Regions from separate parts of the Mus musculus genome. Here regions 2, 3 and 4 are each linked to region 1. The links are chromatin contacts, called in public Hi-C, HiCAR-type and capture Hi-C maps. All regions are on one chromosome and are shown on one strand. Each heading gives the region's core, a stretch centred on a gene start, on an enhancer-like site or on the middle of the called end of the contact. The rest is flanking DNA. Distances are from core to core; before and after follow the strand shown.

Evidence for each region. A called contact is a pair of places that touch in the nucleus more often than the background predicts. HiCAR-type assays count read pairs that join an accessible place to other places. Capture Hi-C pulls out chosen DNA fragments and counts their contacts.
Region 2: a contact with region 1 is called in a Hi-C map of cerebellum, with 2.2 times the contacts expected there. The contact joins the enhancer-like site here to the promoter of Cntnap2 in region 1. A contact is called at or near these places in 6 of 39 promoter capture datasets (the C10 cell line, cranial neural crest, frontonasal cranial neural crest and 3 more), 10 of 484 Hi-C or Micro-C datasets (LSK cells, cerebellar granule neurons, cerebellum and 4 more) and 3 of 115 datasets of contacts at active chromatin or transcription factors (PVALB interneurons, astrocytes and forebrain).
Region 3: a capture Hi-C map of embryonic stem cells shows a contact between it and region 1, with 5 times the contacts expected there. The contact joins the promoter of Arhgef5 here to the promoter of Cntnap2 in region 1. A contact is called at or near these places in 1 of 39 promoter capture datasets (cranial neural crest) and 1 of 9 other capture datasets (embryonic stem cells).
Region 4: a contact with region 1 is called in a HiCAR-type map of astrocytes, with 7 times the contacts expected there. The contact joins the promoter of Tpk1 here to the promoter of Cntnap2 in region 1. A contact is called at or near these places in 4 of 39 promoter capture datasets (cranial neural crest, embryonic stem cells, liver and 1 more) and 1 of 115 datasets of contacts at active chromatin or transcription factors (astrocytes).

Annotation. Positions count from the first base shown.
Region 1 is chr6:45,058,676-45,061,573 of GRCm38.p6, forward strand. Cntnap2 (contactin associated protein-like 2) reads left to right here and starts at 1,386. Exons shown (of 24, transcript NM_001004357.2): 1 at 1,386-1,711. The coding sequence starts at 1,615.
Region 2 is chr6:46,971,485-46,974,382 of GRCm38.p6, forward strand. All of the region lies in intron 15 of Cntnap2 (contactin associated protein-like 2), which reads left to right. Among named protein-coding and RNA genes, the nearest start is that of Gm38801, 15 kb to the left of the region's middle. Within about 2 kb of position 1,372, at least 3 of the 459 cell types and tissues checked have an H3K27ac peak or open chromatin away from gene starts, as enhancers often do. A contact at or near this core is called in cerebellar granule neurons and cerebellum, where this site is marked.
Region 3 is chr6:43,264,284-43,267,181 of GRCm38.p6, forward strand. It overlaps Arhgef5 (Rho guanine nucleotide exchange factor (GEF) 5), which reads left to right and starts at 1,361. Exons shown (of 15, transcript NM_133674.1): 1 at 1,361-1,460.
Region 4 is chr6:43,664,833-43,667,730 of GRCm38.p6, forward strand. Tpk1 (thiamine pyrophosphokinase) reads right to left here and starts at 1,446. Exons shown (of 9, transcript NM_013861.4): 1 at 1,304-1,446; 2 at 928-985. The coding sequence starts at 970.

The sequences.
Region 1 (2,898 bases), core at 136-2,635:
ATCAGTGTAGAATGTGGCCAAATAGGAGCTGAGACGTAAAGTTGAGGCTTATTAGTAAAATCATCTGAATGATTAGAGAAAACATCCTTTGTATAGACCTTCCTAGTTATTAATACTTGCAACACCTAAGCACACCAAAGTAATTATCACTTGACTACATAGTTATTCTACCTTTCCTATTGGGTTTGTTTGTGTTTGCGGTGTGTGGTTGTCTCAGCAGCATGTGTTTGGAGTATATATATATATATATATGTGTGTGTGTGTGTGTGTGTGTGTGTGTGTGTGTGTGTGTGTGTGTGAATTGATTACACATTTAAAACATCTGCATTAGGTACATCTGAGCAATTTTATCTCTCTCTGCTCCAGCCAGTCAGGATATTTAAACCTGTCACTTGGTGTTAGGACCACTCAGAAGACCTGCCTTTCGGCGCCTGATTGTGATTTTTGGGAGTTCTAAGCTCCAGGAGCCTGTACCATCTCTATTCAAAGGGGAGGAAAGGAGCCAAAGAGAAAGCATCCCAGTAAGAGGTTTTTCCCTCCTACAGCTGTCTGGGTCAGGAACTAGGCAGGTCTGGAGCAGGGTTCTTAGATTACACAGCAAATCACCAACTTCAGCACCGCGGACAGCAGCGCCTCCCACTTAGAGTGAGTCGCATCTCTTCATCCTTGGCCCTGACTCCAGTTAATGGACCTGAGACGCTAGCTTCCTTCTCTCTTTTGCTTCCAAAGCTGACGAAGACAGGGCAGAAAGGTTGTTATAGCAAGAGGAGTGCAGTAGGAAAAGAAAAGGAAAAGGAAAAGGAGGAGAAGGAGGAGGAGGAGGAGGAGGAGGAGGAGGAGGAGGAGGAGGAGGAGGAGGAGGAGGAGGGGCAGGGAGGGAAGGGAAACAAGAAGGGAAGGGGGGGGAGGCTTCCCTTCCACAGGCTCGCCCCGTCTGCAGGCACTGCTGGAGGCAGCAGAGTCTCCAGCTCCTGGCTGCGGTGGTAGCTGCTGAGCTCTCTCCCCAGCTAGGGATGCTTCTCAGTGCCGCGCCACGCTGAGGCCGAGCGTGTACGGGGGCTTGCCTCAGCTCTACACATCCTTGATCTCAGCCTGGGAGCTAACAGCCTACTGGAAACCCCTCTGAGTCGCGCTGCCCAGTGGCCACCCAAGCGATCGCCCGCAGTGGCAAAGGCAGCATCACCGGACCCATCGCTCTCGGTTCTTTCCTGCGGTCTGAGTGCTCTCCAGATTCCCCCCCCCCCCCCCACACACACACACACACGCGTCCTTTGGTAATTTTTTTCCAGAAGAGAGGGCGGGGTACGTGTCAGTCCCCTCCTCTCCCTCACCCCTCCTATTCCTTCTCGGTTTGAATTTCTTCCCCTGGCATTTCACTGGCTCGCAGAGCAAGAGACCAGACCTACAGAGAGGGGAAAACCAGGCTGCGCCTCCCCTGCTGCTGCCAGCCCAGAACTGGAACCTGAAGAGGGTGAGGGGAGAAAAAGCAAAGCAGGAGGAGCTTGGCTTCCTCTCACATCTGAGGACAGACCGGTTCCCTTCAAGAACCTCACAGAGAGGCAGACTGCATCTCTGCAGCGAGCTTTTGGAGTACCACTGGCCCGGCGGCTAAGGATGGTGATGTCTCTGAGAGCAGGCTACAGGGCAGCGCTCTCGCTCTGGATTCTCAGCAGCTTCATCTGCAGAGCCTGGACAGCTCCCTCCACGTTCCGTAAGTAGCTCTCTCCTCTCCAGGCTCCGTACTGGAGCCACTTCAATGCCGCATTGGTGTAAGGGCGCTCGGGTATCAACTCTGAGGTGCATTCCCAATTCTTGCCCCTGGTGTTTGTTTGTCGGAGGTTTCTCGTTTGTAGCCACTGCCGCAGAGAAACTCCAAACCCAGGGAGCTCCTTGTTCAGTGAAGATTTTCCTAGTGCTGGATGCTTCTGGAAAGTTGTTCCTAGTCTCAAAGATCACTCCACAACTGCTTGGTTAGAGTGATAAGTGTAGTCGTTTCTTGATACCTATCAGTGCAGTCTGGAAATGATTACATTTTACTTAGGACAGAAAACTAGCATAAGTTTTTGATTTTTGTTGATGGTTTTAACTTGTGTTGGTCTGAGGAAGAGAAAGGAACATACTTCAAGCAGTTTGGCACCTATGTGTGTACTAAATCTCCTTTGCCCTCCTAGAAAGTAAATGCTCATTTAGCTCTTTGATTGTGTGTATTTTGAAAGTGAGGCTAATGTTGGGACTGACACTGCACTAATTCCTTAGTGGTTTGGGGTAATGAGCATGACTCATGCAGGCTAGGACTTGGGACAGCCAGTGCAATGGCACAATAAAATGATGGTATGAAAGTTTTTAAGAAAATGATCTAACTGCTCAAAAATGTGTGGGTCTAAGGAGGTGGGTAGAAGAAATGGAAGATCTGGCCTATTTTCTGCATTGCTTTAGAAACTCATAGTGTGCATGAAGAGAGGAAAGGTATAGTTGACTTTGGCTGAGAAAATGTTAAAAGCTGGACTGATTTTCTGTAGCACTTTGCACAGCTTTCCTAAGCACAGCCTTGTTTGTGAGATTGGGTGAGTTCATTGGTGAAGGAGTGTGGACTATGAAGTTCAAGGGGAAATATTCTCCACTTAGGATAGGTTCAGAAGTTTCTAGATGTTTCACTCATGATTGCCCCCCACCCCCGTTTAAGATTCTGTGGATGCAAGAATGTTTACCTTTGTCTGTATTTCAATATTAATATTATTATTCCACTGTATAAAATATTAAGAGCAGCCATGAAATATGTTTTGCATGTTTTGATGAGCAATCATCGCCAGTACTATGATTAGTAATATTCGGATATATTCCCCAAGTATCCTTCAGGAAATTCTTTGCAGTGTTTAAAGATAGAGATGCAAAAAAAGG
Region 2 (2,898 bases), core at 122-2,621, 1.9 Mb after region 1:
GTGCCCTTCATGGACTTGGACATGTTATCTAATCTCTTGGCTGCAGCATCCTCATTGCAAAGGGACAACTAATAGTCCCCTTTCTTAATGGTTTGTAAACCCCAAGTGTAACAATGCATGTGTAACTAGCACAATGAATGACATGTCATAAACTCCCACTCAGCAATTGCTTTTTCTATCATCATTAGATCAGAACAGCATTTTCATTTCATGAGAAGAAAGGAACACAAGAGTCAAATGTCTCTGCAGATAGAAAGAGATCTAAGCATTAGAGCAAGAACTGTGACACGTTTTTTCTAATTTTGCCTGAGGTCAGGAGGCTGTCCTCTGTGGAGGACAGGAAGGGGCTCCATCAGAACCAAGAGACAAGGGCAATGGGAAAGAAGAGCCTAGGGCTGGTTTGAGAGCCTCTGGAGTTACAGTTGACAAAGTGTGCCATCCAACTTGTGATAGTTAATGCTGACTGTCATCTAGTAATAATATAGGATCATCTAGGAGACAAGGTTCTATGCATGCCCACGAGTGAGCTTTGAGACTGGAGTAGTTGGTGGAAAGACCCTAAATGTGGTAACACCATTAGGTAGGCTTGGTGGGATCCTGAACCAAATAGGAAGGAGGGTGCAGCTGAGTAATGCGCTAGTAGTAATCTTTCCCTGCTTCCTGATTGGTTAATGTCATGTGAACAACTGTCGCACTTGGACAGCCATGATAGATTGTATACTCAAATTGTGAACTGAAATAAGTCATTCCTTCCTTCAACTGCTTCCATTTGGGTATTTGATCACCAGAAAAGGAGAAAGCTAAACTATATATAACTTCACTTGTTATGAAAGTTACATCCAGAATAGATTCTGCAGTGCTCTAAGATGACAACAACATCACTAAGGTGAAACATCCAAGAGACTAGAGATGAGAAGCCTTCCTGGGATGGTGGTTGCTCACTCTGAACTCTGAGCTTCAGAACTGGGTCCAGAGATCTATGTCAGACTCATCCGTACACAGTACATATTAAGACCTAAGACCGTACAGGACAATTCAATGAAAGGCAGAGAGGCAGATATTTGAATAAGGCTCAGGGGCAGTAGAAGTGATGGAAAGGCCCAAGACAAAAGATTTCACCAAAGAACTGGAGAGGATAATGTTCTTAGAACTGAAATAACTTACATAAACAAGCATACACATCTCAATGATAAAGGTTGCCTGCCAAACTCTCAGCCCACTACTGTGTGTTGACAGAATCCGGAAGTTCTGATTCTCCAGGGGTCACAGAGAGGAGCCATCTTGGCTTTGGGTCGAAGCTGTCTGGCAAAAAAGGAGAAGTCAAAGCCAACCAGCCTGCATGGCTCAATGTCTATATGACTTGCCAAGGCACTTCACAGCATCCAAGCCTAAAATCAGGAGTGAGGCAAGAATCTTTGGCATCCTGTCCATGTGTACTCTGTGGGAAGCCCAGATCTGGCTGCAGCAAAAGCAAGAGTGAATGTCATGTTTACCCTTCATGAAGTTCAAAATAACAACACTTCAAAATTAGTCAGGCTTCTAATAAGCAATATGAGAGGTGTAGAGACTGTAAAAACAGTGTTTGCTTGTAAGGGAAGGAGCACCTGCTTCAGAAGCAGCTGGTTAAAGAGGGCGTATTTCTGGGCTGGGCTGAGATATTCCGAACCAATGGGTTGTGGCTTTGGCTTCGGAAGCTATGTTTGCAGCAAACCCTGCAGATAATTCAGATGCTTACCAAAGTTTGTGAGCCACCTATTCCAAACGCCTAGAGTATCAGATAAGAACACAAGCACAGTGCCGCCTGGGGAAAGGGAAATACTCCGTGGTAAATAATCCTTAGCAGAACTGCTATGCTTTATAAAAACTAATCAGATCTAGCCTCTTACCTTCCAGATGACATCAGGAGATTTTCTCTTCCTGCAGCACTTTCTGATGAGTGTGCAGTAAAATGATTTGGGGGTACTTCAAGCTTACAAAAGTAGGGCAAAATTACCCTTTTATTTCCTCCTAAGAAATGTGTTCTGAAATCTATTAATGACATGAAAGGGGAAAAGTCTTAAAATGTAGAATGTTTTAACTTTTTTTTTTAACCAGATGTGGTGAGGGTTTTTTTTTTAAGCACTTTTCAGTTAAGGCTTCATTTTTCTCAAATGTAAAATTGGATTTTCCTTTCCTACTTAAAATGTCAATGACCAAATTCACTGTCACAGATAAACTATGAAAGTTGTTATTTAATTCCCATTAGGGGGAAATTAGAGTGGTTAATGTTCCACCATGTTGTTCTAGCATTGTGTCTTCAGTTGTTAATAATTGTTTTTATTAGTGTATTGTGCACAATAGTGGGTTGTATTATGGCATATTCACCTATCTACAGAAGATACTTTGATCATATTCTTCCCCAACAACCGACACTTATCAGCCCTCCTGCAGGTCCCATTCCTGTTCCCCAACAGGCCCCCAGTTTGCTTTCATGTCTTTATGAAAACACTTTGAAGATTCCACAGATGGGAGAAAGCCTGTGATCCTTGTCTTTGTGAGTCTGGCTTATTTTGAGGCTCTCTAGACTCATCCTGTGTTCTGGGAACAACATGATCTCATTCCTCTTTGTGACATATGAATAGTGTGTCGTAGTTTTATTTCTAATGCTGTATAAAATACCTGACAGAAGTAACATAGGGAATATGGGGGCTTATTTTAGCTCACAGTTGCAGAGGGATATGGGCCATCATGTTAAAGGAGGCTTGAGGGGAGAATCAAGAGGTCTTACTGCCATATTACATGGGTAGTATAGAAGCAGAAAGTAGTACAAAAAGTGGGGTTAGGCTAGAAAAGATCAAAGCCCATCAGAGTGACCTACTTCCTCCAGTAAGGCTCTGTCTCCTAAGCATTCCAGGACTT
Region 3 (2,898 bases), core at 111-2,610, 1.8 Mb before region 1:
AAGCAGGAGTGCTGACAGACACCAGCAACTTCTGCAGCAGAGGTTAACAAAATGTGTTCACCCACTAGAGATCAGGACTTTCTGAGTCCTTAGGGTTTCTCTCCCAGTCTAGAAGGAACTTTTTGACCAGCTTTAATTTTCAGATTCTCTTCACTCCTTGTTCTATGCCCTTGCTGGGTTTATGAAGCATGCTGGCCTGCCCTTATATGGCCGAATCCTAGACTTGGCATTTCTTATTATTTCCTGTATACTTCACTGCAATTATGAGTGTGTCTAAGCTAGCTAAACTCTTTAAAGTTTAATCCTCCAAAAGAGCATGACGGAACTAGGGCATTTTTTGAACACTGCATTGCTTCGGGACTATCAGAGAGGAGGCCTTTCTCCCTTGGTCATGTTTGATTCTGCAGGGCCTTCCAAACAACTGCTTAGCCTCTTCTGCCAGGGCCAGTGCAGCAGCGGTGGACACAGGGATCAGGGGACAGTCTACCCACAAAAGCTGATTGCAGTTGTGGGCCACAGCATTCCTAAAAGAAAAACAGCCAAAGAGCCTGTTAATTCTCCTGGGGAAAAAGTCATTATGGTACCCCCCAGAGCCAGGAATGGGTTTGGGGAGGGAGCCTGTGGACAGAACATCCAAAGTTCCTGTCATTAGGTAAAGGTGTGTGTGTGTGTGTGTGTGTGTGTGTGTGTGTGTGTGTGTGTATTCTCTCTCCGAATACTGGAAAGAACAGAGGAGGGTCATACAAACTGAGACATAAGATCTTAAAATGAACTCTGGAACATGGTGGCAAACAGAGGCTATCTACAGAAAAGACATAAGAATGTTTCACATGCACCCAGTGAAGAGAGAGAGGAACATGGGAAGGAGAGAGGGGGGTAGAGAGGGAGAGACAAGAGATAGAGAAGCATACAGACAGGAACAGAAGAACTTGTGCAAGAACCCTTTATCTTATGGCAAACACCAAGTAAAGAAACACGCTGACAATCCCAAATCTCAGATGTTCGGAAACATCGAGGGGCAGAAAGTCAGCCGGGTCCGGATGAGCCTCAGTTGGAGACCTGACGAGGACCCACGGAGGAAGAGACACGCAGGGGAGTCTAGGGCCACGCCGGACACCGGCGAGTCCCGTGCCCAGTTCTCTCCTGCGGCTCCTTGGTGACTCCTGCCTGGGTTCTGCCCCTGGACGGCCACGGCCTGCCGGTGCTGTGGGTAGAGCTCAATCCCGCGGAGCTCGCTCTTCCCAGCTCTGCCCGGAGCTGCCCCTCCCCCGGGAAGGTGTGTCCCTGTTTCCTCACCTGAAACTTCCTTGGGAGAAGCCGGTCCCTCCCTCCCGTCCGGCGGCAGGGGCGGGCCGCGGGTGGGGCGCCGGGGCGGCCTGGCCTGGCTGGGGACCGCGGCGGGCGCCCGGACCTGGAGGGGACTCTCGGGCCAGCCCGGGGCAGCATGTGACTCCGACCAGGTGGGTGCTCTCTTCTCTTCTGAGCCCCGGACTCTGGGTGGTCGTGGAGCCGGGTGGAGGTAAGGCAGGGGCGGGAAAGAAGAGAGAACTAGGCCTCCCCCGGGACCAGTCCCGGCCAGGTCCCGGGGCGCAGACTCCGGAAATGGGGGGCTGGGCCAGTGGGCCGGGCTCCGAGTGAGGGGCTGAGTACCTGGTCGGGACCGGGAAGGGAGCTGGAAGGAATGGCCTCCTGGCAAACTTTGCTTTCCAACCAGGTCTGAGCCTTGGAAATGGGCACCCTGCCCCGCAATGTTCCCGGGCCAATAATCAGAACTTTTTTCCACCCGGAAAGTCGGGGCCCTGGGGAAAGCTAACTCCTATGATAAAGAATTCTTGAGATTCAGTTTCTAGACGGTTCCTTACCTGGAAGTGTCTTTTTTTTTTCTTTTGTAACCAGGCCTGGGCCTTGCTTCGTTATCTTCGCGGCATTTACATGCCTACGTATGTGTGAATCTATGTACACACCTCTCTCTCCGCTGTTAACTAAGGCTCTGAAATCTGAATCAGGGATCCTTGCCCTGAGTTCCCTCTCCCCCATTTACCTGTGTATAGGGAGTTTCTTGTTGGCCTCGGCACAAGGTTCTAAGGAACGTGTAAGAGAGCTATTCGGAATATCGCGGTGCGGTAGCCCATTTTCAGAGCCCTAGTTTGGGGCATCTTCTATAAATGCCTTTTTCCAGAACTGATCCGGGAGAGCTAGCCCTAGAGCCTCAGTTTTCAAGTCTTCTTCCCCTCCCCCTTTCCTGGATCTTGGGTTCTCTGGACAATCTTGTCCTCCTGTCGGCCTAGCAGTGAACTCTGGCCAGCGCTGTGTCAGACTGAGGGGGAAGGGCACACCAAACTGGAGAGTTGAGAGGGTGGTTTTCCTTTCAGCTTCCTTCCTCCCTTGCTCTCCCACTGTGCTCTCAGCTTTACTTCAAAAGCACCAAGTCCCAGAGAAACAGCCCCCAGTGTGGCCTCTTCCCACACTTCCTGCTTTATCTACACCTGGGGTATGCAAGCTTCTGGCTCTATCAAAACAGTCATCATTTGTTAACCAGTCCTCGGGTCTAAGACAGAACCCATGGACCTTAAAAGGACTTGGAGGGGACAAGGGGGAGGCTGAGTAGAGGACAGACAGCTTCTAAATTCTAAGTTTGTGGTAAAAGAGAGATGTAAGCATTGGGAGGGACAAGTCAGAAGGAATGTGAAGGGGTACCTCTTTTCAAAAGAATACAGAAATTGAAGATGTAGCCAAAGTTTTCATATATCTGTTTTCCCTGGAGGGTATGGCTGCCCATAATGTGGTTTGTCTGAAGTTGTGTGTGGTCACGTTATGGACTTGCCTGTCTTTGGGATAGACGTCATTTGTGGTGTCTGGAATAGTCACTTACCCTGGTGTGGACAGAAGTGCGATCTC
Region 4 (2,898 bases), core at 196-2,695, 1.4 Mb before region 1:
CAGGACCATAGACACCAGAGACATGGCATAGTAGCTAATGCGTATAATCCTATATCTAGAGAGGTAGCCCCAGAAAGATACCTGGGGTCCCTATCCAGTTGGCCAGCTGGCCAGCCTAGCCTAATCAATTATTTCCAGGTCAGTGAGAAACTCAGAAACAAAGTGGATGACAGCACCTGAGGAATGACACCCCAGAATGACATCTGACCCCCATATGCATATGCGCACATGTACCTACACAAACATCCATAGATAAAAAGTGTAACTTGAAAATTAAATACAACTAACTAGCCTTACAATTTATCACTGTAGTCAAATTACATAAGAATAAATGCTACTAATAAAACTCATTCCACATGTCATCATGTGAAGTACAATAACTTCAAAGTTTGAGAAATAAAAATCCTATGGGCTGGGTAATCAGTTTACTGATAAGTGTATCTTACCTAGCATTTTCAAGGCTCTGGACTCAATCCCCAGCACCAAGTTTTATAATAAAAATTAAAAGCCTTAGGGTTAAAACTTCAAGACACTGTATGTAACCATGTACTGATCTTGTACTAAGTTCAGGTACTTTCAAGATGATTAGAAACGTCCCTGACAGACAGCTATGGACATCCCTCACGTTCCCAGTGTCAAATGTTCCACGGTTGGATATGTGTGTTTGGCATGTTGGTTGTTTACTCTTGGAATATCAGGTAGAGGATACAAACTGTATCAACTCGCTCAGTCCTCACAAAAGTTCTACAGGGCAAAGACTAAATATTTATGTTCACTTTCCAAACAGGGAAACAGAGGCACAGGTGTGGTTGCTAACTTGCGCACAGGAAAAAGGAAATGGAGTTTTCGGTTAAGGCCTTCAGGGTAGGAATGAGGTCCCTCTGCGGGGCTCGTGCTGACACTGTAGCATGGTAAAGAATACGGTACCCGTAGGTAGCAGGGGTTCCAACGGGGTAAAGGCATGCTCCATAGCGGGGAATGGATTCTGTATGGAAAACAAAATAAGTCCCAAGTTATTTCCCAAACGTAATTCTGCGACAGGAGTAAGCATCCCGCAGCAGGCACTTTGGACCCGGCACTACGGGAGGCCAGGAAGGTGCAGCGGTGGGCGGGGGAAAGTCCCAGGCAGAGGCTGGAGAACCTGGAATCTCAAGCGAGCTCCAGGCTCCAGCTCCGGCCACTGCCTCTATTCACCCAGACGCCCCAGCTTCCATCCGGGGACTGGCGGCGAGGGGCGGCCTCCCTCGCTCCCTCTTTCCCGCGCCCCCGCCCCGCCAGCCCGCGCCGGCAGCCGCGCACTTACACAATGGCGGGTGGAGCCACGAGCGACGCGAGCGAGGGCTGCGGGAGTGACGGATCGAAAGCTCGGCGCTCGGCTGCGGAGCCTGGGGCGCGCCGCGCGTTCGCGGGAGAGGGCTTCGTGCGCGAGCACAGAGCCCCGCCTCTTCCGGAGGGGCCCCTGGCTGCCGCCTGCGTAGCTTCTAGCAACCGCGGGGTGCTTAGTACCAGCCTGCTGTGCTCAGTTCCCTGCACAGTGGAGAATTCCATCCACCTTCGCCCATCTGTTACACCCAGTCCACTGAGTCCACCTTCTCTTTCATCTTCTGCTTCCCGTGCTTTGCACAAACAGTGCTTTGTAAACATACCAATGGGAACCCTTTAAAATAAATCACCACGTTGTAGGAATGCAGCTTTTTTTTTTTTTTTTAGCAAAGCCAAAGAACCAAAATTTCACCACCACCATCTCTAAGCCAGCATAGATGAGGACTCAAAAATTCTGAGAACCTGTAGGTCTCCTGCTGGCCCAGAAATAACAGAGACCCATCCCTGCGTTTAAAAACCAGTTCCAGGTATACCGAGCTAGCCTCAAAAATCACTGTGTAGCGAAAGATGACTTCATTCATCTGGTCCTCCTGTTTCTTCCTTCTAAGTACTGCTCTTTCAATCATGACTACTATGTCAAGTTAATGTGGCTGGTGCTGGGTATCCAGCTAGTCAAACATTCTAACTGATGAACTTCCCCTTCCCCAGTCGGGTAATAGGTAAGTCCTTTTTAATCTTTTTAACTCAAACATCCATTTCTTTCTATTTAAAGATTCCAAATACACTTCCCAAACTTGGGCAATCATTATTCAATTCTTTCCAGTTTTGATGCCAACATTTTAGCTTCTAGCTAGCAGAACATACACTATTTGCCTTTCTTTGACAACTTACTTCACTTGGCAGGCATAATGTCCTCCCGTCCCATCCACATCTCTGTAAATTCCATTATTTCATTATTTTTATTACTGAAGAATGCCATTTCTCTATTACAATATCTTTGCAAAGGAATGCTACTTCAATAAACATAAGAGTACAGAGCATTTGACTGTGTTTTCCATTCTCTTTGGATGTATGCCCAGCAGTGGGATGAGTGAACCATATGGTAGTTCTATCACCTGTTTAGTTAAGGAGTTTCCATTGTGTTTTCCATAGGTCTACGCTAACTTAAACTTCCATTAACCATGATCGAGTTTCTCTTTCTCTGCATCCTTGCCCAGCTTCCTTACTTTCCCTTTGTAAGAATCCTTATCACTGTCCCTCTCTTCCATCTCTCATCTCTCTCATGTTGATATCCTGTTGTGGTTTTATTTTAACTCCCTGGGGATTTGCGATGGCGGGCAGTATTGTTTATGCTTTTTTGGCCATGTATGCATCCTTTCTTGAGACATGGCTATTCAAGTCATTGGCCCACTTCTAATTTAGATTATTTGTTGCCATGGTTGTTTGGAAAAGTTGTTAGATCTCAAACCCATGACAAAGAGCCAACATGGACCTGGTTGTCAGGTTCCCTCTGCATTGCTCAGTTCCTAGCTGTTTCAGGGTACGGATGGCATACCCCACCTCCTACTCTAAATG